Regions from separate parts of the Mus musculus genome. Here region 1 is linked to region 2. Evidence: chromatin contacts called from public HiChIP or PLAC-seq data. All regions are on one chromosome and are shown on one strand. The core of a region is the stretch at or near the end of the contact, and the rest is flanking DNA. Distances in the headings are between cores, read along the strand shown. Region 1 has its middle 25 kb from the start of Gm38412. Region 2 overlaps Magi3 (membrane associated guanylate kinase, WW and PDZ domain containing 3).

Region 1 (3,111 bases), core at 138-2,637, 310 kb before region 2:
TTTTGACCTCTGTATTCAATTTTTAATCAACATATTGCATGTCCTCATGAGCTACAACGTGGCTGCGATTTTTCAGTGTCTGTGCACAATGTGTTATGATTGGATCAGGATGACTGGCGTATCCATCACCTCAGACAGTTCTCATTTCTCAGTATGGGAACGTGTGAAATCCTCCCACCAGCTACTTGCCCGCCACCGTTAAACCCTGGATGCTATAGGGCCTTAGCAGCGATTCCTCCCATCCGGCTGCAACCCTCTGCTCACTAACCACTCTCTCTACATCTCTGCTCAGGTTCTGGACCATTGTATCTCTCTGCATTCAGCCAGGATATGATTCAGTACACAGTGTCTTTCTTGACACTTGCTTGATTTACGTCACTTACGTCCAATTCCACCCATGTTGGGCGAATGACACAGTTGTGTTCCTGTTTATGCACAAATAATATTCTATTGTGTGTTTACTTTTTTTTTTTTTTTTTTTTTTTTTTTAAGAACAGTGTTTCTCTGTGTAGCCCTGGCTGTCCTGGAACTTTCACAGAGATCTGATGCCTCTGTCTTCCAAGTATGGGGATTAAAGGTATGTGCCACCACACTTTATGTTCGTATCCATTTGTCTGTTACTGGGCACCTAGGCTGATCCTACCTTCGCTGCTGTGAATTGCGGCCATTTAACTCTGAGCCACAGACTCTTGGTTGGGCTGATTTCAGTTTATCTTAATATACACTCAGCTTTCTGGGTCACATTGCAGTTGTGTTCCTTGTTTTGTAAGGCAGATGCACGCTGTTTCTCTGGTGGCCATGCTCCCAACTGCTGTGCTCAAGGCTCTCTTTGCTCAACATTTCCACCGGCATTTGTTACCTTCGTCTTTTTAATAATTGACATCTTATCAGGGCTGACTTGATGTCCCATTGTGTGTGTGTGTGTGTGTGTGTATGTGTGAGAAAGAGAGAGAGAGAGAGAGAGAGAGAGAGAGAGAGAGAGAGAGAGAGAGAGAGAGAGAGAGAGAGAGAGAGACATGAGCACAGGAACCTGCAGAGGTCAGAGGGTGTCAGGTCCCCGAGGGCTAGCATTAAGGGCAGCCGTGAAGCAATATAGGTGCTGGGAACTGAACCTCTCTCTGCAAGAGCAGCACTGCTCGTATCTGCTGAGTCATCTCCCCTCCGTTTTGTGCCCCCTGGTGATGGATGACAACCCTGTGATTGTTGACTATCTGTGTATCTTCTTTGGAGAAATCTAGTTAGGGCTTGGGCTCCTTTTAACCAATTTATGATTTTTGTGTGGGTTTGTTTTCTACTGAGTTGTTTGAATTCCTTACAGAGAGTGTTAGAGAACGCCTGCCCCGCCCCTCTGTTACGTTTGTGGGAGGGGTCGGTTTTCTCTTTCTTCTCAGTTTCTGCCCGGAGGCAGGGGCAGGGTCACAGCCACTTTGCTCAAATCCCAAAGTGTTCCCTGTGTCCCGCTGCTCTACTGATTTCATAGTGTCTGATTTATTTATTTTACTCTTAAGTCTTTAATCCATTTTGATTTTTTTTTTTTTTTTACATAGTGATGGATGGGAACCTAGTTTCATCTGCCTATGCATATGCAGTTCACCCAGGACTATTGTTAAAAAGAACTTTCATTTTCCATGTGTTACATGGGCAAACACACGGGTTCTAGTTCTCTATCTCACTGGACAGTATCGCCTGCCTTGCTGTGTGGTCACTCTAGCTTTGTAGCATGTTGTGAAGTCAGGAGTTACAATGCCCTCAGCTTTGCTCTTTCTAGATAAGATTACTTTGGAACTTTGGGGTTGGGAATTCCATATAAATCCCCCACCCTCCCCCCAACCCCCTCTCGCTCTCCCCACACCCCAGTACTGGAGACTGAATCGATAGCCTCATTATGCTAGGCAGGTGCAGGTGCTGGACTACTGAGCCACATCCCAGCCCCCCACCCCCCTTCTGTTTGGAACACCACCGGTATTCAGATGGACGTAATGTGGAATCTGTAGATCACGTTCAGAAGTGTGGACAGTTTCACTGGATGAACTCTTCCAGTCAGCAAACATAAGAAACCTTTTGTTTTTCATTTTCTTTCATAGAGTCTCTTGACTTTGTTTTTTTTTTTTTTTTTTTTCTCTTTGGACTATAAAATTCTTTTCCCTCAAATCAATATTTTTTTTTAAAGTGACTTTTCTAAGTGGGCCAGTGACTGACTAGTGTGTTTAACTCCTGTTACACTGACAGGATTAAAAGCAAGCCCAGTTCTCCCATTCATGCCTCAGAGTAGTAACAAAGGGTGTATTCCTTGGGAATATAGAAATGGTTATTTTGCTGTTTTAGTATGCAGAGTTGAATTCATATATCTAACACACACACACACACACACACACACACTATACACACATAAACCCCTCCGAGAGAGAGAGAGAGAGAGAGAGAGAGAGAGAGAGAGAGAGAGAGAGAGAGAGTTTTTAAGCTAGGAAAAAAAGAGTTTGCCTCTCATGACTCGTGCCCTTTACCTACATTCTGACCTTCCGCCTCACCTAATATTACCCCATTTTCTAAGTTCTAGGCTATACCCATACTTAATACCTGTTCACATATATTCATGTATATATTCTAGGCTATAGCTCCTATATGAGGAAGAATTTTCTTTTCTTTCTTTTGTGGTCTTCTGGAGTTTAAGATTATGTTCCCTTAATGTTACACTTTTGAGATCCATTCATCTCCTGCAAGTTTCATGCTCTTTACAGCAGAATAATACCCTATTTTGTACATGAAGCACATTTTCATTACCCGTTCTCCTGCTGCTGGACATGCAGGCTGGTTGCGTAAGCACATGAACGTGCAGGCATCTCTGAGGTAGGACATGGAGTTCTTTGGGCCAAGGCCTAGGAATGGTATAGGCAGGTTATATGGTAATTCTATTTTTCCTTTTTTTTTTTGAGACTCTGATCTGATTCCCACAGTGGTTGTTTCAGTCTGCCCTCCCACCGGCAGCAAACGAGGCTTCTTTTCCCCCCACATTCTTACCAACATCTGTTGTCGAATTTCTATTTATTTATTTTGGTTTTTTGAAACAGGGTTTCCCTGTATAGCCCTGGCTGTCCGGAAACTCACTCTGTA
Region 2 (2,965 bases), core at 206-2,705:
CTGTCAGGATATCTAATTTCTTCTTGTTGTTTCTTCTTTGTGTACAACTGCTTAACAAATCGTGACCAACAGCAACCAACCAACAGTCCACCCTGCCTCTTGGGGCCCTAGCATTTATATAGCCTCTGAAAAGTCCCCAGAATTCTGGATATCACACAGTCGCAGAAATTAACTGCCACTGGCAAAATTGTGCCCCTACACGTGGCGAATCATAGTCAGCTGCTGTGAATAATTTGAGGCAACCCCTTATCCCACATCTGGGAATAAAATCAAAAATATATTCCTATTTCTGTGTTTTTTTTTAAAGAAACCAAAATTCTCACTACACCATCCACCTTGTTTTTTTGAGACAGGATCTCACTTGCTTAGAATCTACCAGATTGACTAAACTGGTTCACAAGTCAGCCCACAGGATTTCCCTGTGTCCACCTCCACAGTCCTGGGATTGGTAGTGTGGACAGCCACACTCAGCTTTTTTGTGTAGGGGTAGATGATATCAGGTCTTCGTGCTTCAGGGCAAGCACTTTACTGATTGAGGTATCTTTCCACCCCTACTTTACTGAGGTCTTTAAAAAGTTTGGTTTTATTGTTTTTAGAAACTGTCTCCCTAGGAAATATACAAGCTGAGTAAGTTTTTATTGTCTTAACACTTAGAGATAAGCATACTTTGAATATATTTTACATGTCTTTATGAGAATAAGAAACCTAATTCATAAACAGTGCTGTATACTAATTAGGCTTCTTATGCTTGGCTCAGCAACATGTTTTACAGCATTGTGCACAGGTAATTGAAGATAAGTTTCATTGTTTAATCAGTTTTCTGTAGCTGTACATCTAAATTCCTTATAAATAATGCTACGATAAACGTGATATATATATTTTATATATATATACATATTACATTTGCGTGAATATTAACTTGGAAGAACTTTTTCAGTGGGGGGGGTTATAAGTAAATATGCTGTCGTTACAAATACTACCATGTCTTTCAGAATGATGTACCAACTTGTACCTCCATTAGCTGTGTGTGAAAGTACTTTCCCTCATATCTAAATGCTAGATTTTTGTCAGTTTATCCCTTGTGACCTAGAGACCTTTGATTTTTCAGCTTGTTTCATATATTTTCTCTGAGCATATTACTCTACCTATTGGTTTGATATTTGCACATGGTGCCTATTAACCAATATTTCAAAACAACATTTCTCATGCTATCACCTGATATCTTACTATTTCCCAAACTTCTCCCTTCTCCTTAAATGAAACTTAAAATTTTCATAATTACTACTCTGGAGTGATGTGTGCGTGCACGCGCGTGCGTGCGTGCGTGCGTGCGTGTGTGTGTGTGTGTGTGTGTGTGTGTGCGCGCACGCGCATGTGTGTGTGTGTGTGTTGGGGATGCAAGCATTCTCCCCTGAATTGTCTCAAAAGATATATTACGAGCAGCAGCGGTCGCCATCTTGGTTCCGGGACTCAGCAGAACTTAGGAAATTAGTCTGAACACGTTAGAGGGTGCGCCAGAGAACCGGACAGCTGCTGGGACGGGCGGAAGCACAGAGCCGCTGAGGCAGTACCCTTGGCGGGCCGCAGACAGCCGGCCACCGTCCAGACCAGAGGACAGGTGTCCGCCTGGCTCGGGAGGCGGCCTCAGCCTCAGCAGCAGCGGTCACCATCTTGGTTCCAGGACTCCCTGGAACTTAGGATTTTAGTCTGCACAGGTGAGAGTCTGCACCACAGAACCTGACAGCTTCTGGGAACTGCCAAAGCAACACAGCTTCTGAGAGAGGCCCTGTTTTGGGCCTTCTTCTTCGACCAGGAGGAGGTCCAAAAACAAGATATCTGCGCACCTTCCCTGTAAGAGAGCTTGCCAGCAGAGAGTGCTCTGAGCACTGAAACTCAGAGGAGAGAATCTGTCTCCCAGGTCTGCTGAGAGACGGTAACAGAATCACCAGAAGAACAATCTCTAAACAGAGTCAACTATAACTACTAACTCCAGAGATTACCAGATGGCGAAAGGTAAACGTAGGAATCCTACTAACAGGAACCAAGACCACTCACCATCATCAGAACCCAGCACTCCCACTTCGCCCAGTCCAGGGCACCCCAACACACCCGAAAACCTAGACCTAGATTTAAAAGCATATCTCATGATGATGGTAGAGGACATCAAGAAGGACTTTAATAAATCACTTACAGAAATACAGGAGAACACTGCTAAAGAGTTACAAGTCCTTAAAGAAAAACAGGAAAACACAATCAAACAGGTAGAAGTCCTTACAGAAAAAGAGGAAAAAACATACAAACAGGTGATGGAAATGAACAAAACCATACTAGACCTAAAAAGGGAAGTAGAAACAATAAAGAAAACTCAAAGTGAGGCAACACTGGAGATAGAAACCCTAGGAAAGAAATCTGGAACCATAGATTTGAGCATCAGCAACAGAATACAAGAGATGGAAGAGAGAATCTCAGGTGCAGAAGATTCCATAGAGAACATCGGCACAACAATCAAAGAAAATGGAAAATGCAAAAAGATCCTAACTCAAAATATCCAGGAAATCCAGGACACAATGAGAAGACCAAACCTACGGATAATAGGAGTGGATGAGAATGAAGATTTTCAACTCAAAGGACCAGCAAACATCTTCAACAAAATTATTGAAGAAAACTTCCCAAATATAAAGAAACAGATACCTATGAACATACAAGAAGCCTACAGAACTCCAAATAGACTGGACCAGAAAAGAAATTCCTCCCGACACATAATAATCAGAACAACAAATGCACTAAGTAAAGATAGAATACTAAAAGCAGTAAGGGAAAAAGGTCAAGTAACATACAAAGGCAAGCCTATCAGAATTACACCAGATTTTTCACCAGAGACTATGAAAGCCAGAAGAGCCTGGACAGATGTTATACAGACACTAAGAGAACATAAATTCCAGCCCAGGCTACTATACCCAGCCAA

Evidence for each region. HiChIP or PLAC-seq counts read pairs in DNA pulled down with a chosen protein or histone mark.
Region 1: an H3K27ac HiChIP or PLAC-seq map of embryonic stem cells shows a contact between it and region 2, with 6 times the contacts expected there. The contact joins two enhancer-like sites. A contact is called at or near these places in 2 of 15 datasets of contacts at CTCF or cohesin (the NIH/3T3 cell line and large pre-B cells), 5 of 484 Hi-C or Micro-C datasets (the AML12 cell line, the P5424 cell line, bone marrow-derived macrophages and 2 more) and 15 of 115 datasets of contacts at active chromatin or transcription factors (the 230-238 cell line, acute myeloid leukemia, astrocytes and 7 more).

The regions. Positions count from the first base shown.
Region 1 is chr3:104,432,582-104,435,692 of GRCm38.p6, reverse strand. No RefSeq gene overlaps it. Among named protein-coding and RNA genes, the nearest start is that of Gm38412, 25 kb to the right of the region's middle. Within about 2 kb of position 1,387, at least 46 of the 459 cell types and tissues checked have an H3K27ac peak or open chromatin away from gene starts, as enhancers often do. A contact at or near this core is called in embryonic stem cells, where this site is marked.
Region 2 is chr3:104,121,496-104,124,460 of GRCm38.p6, reverse strand. The region is part of intron 1 of Magi3 (membrane associated guanylate kinase, WW and PDZ domain containing 3); the gene reads left to right. Among named protein-coding and RNA genes, the nearest start is that of Magi3, 97 kb to the left of the region's middle. Within about 2 kb of position 1,455, at least 3 of the 459 cell types and tissues checked have an H3K27ac peak or open chromatin away from gene starts, as enhancers often do. A contact at or near this core is called in embryonic stem cells, where this site is marked.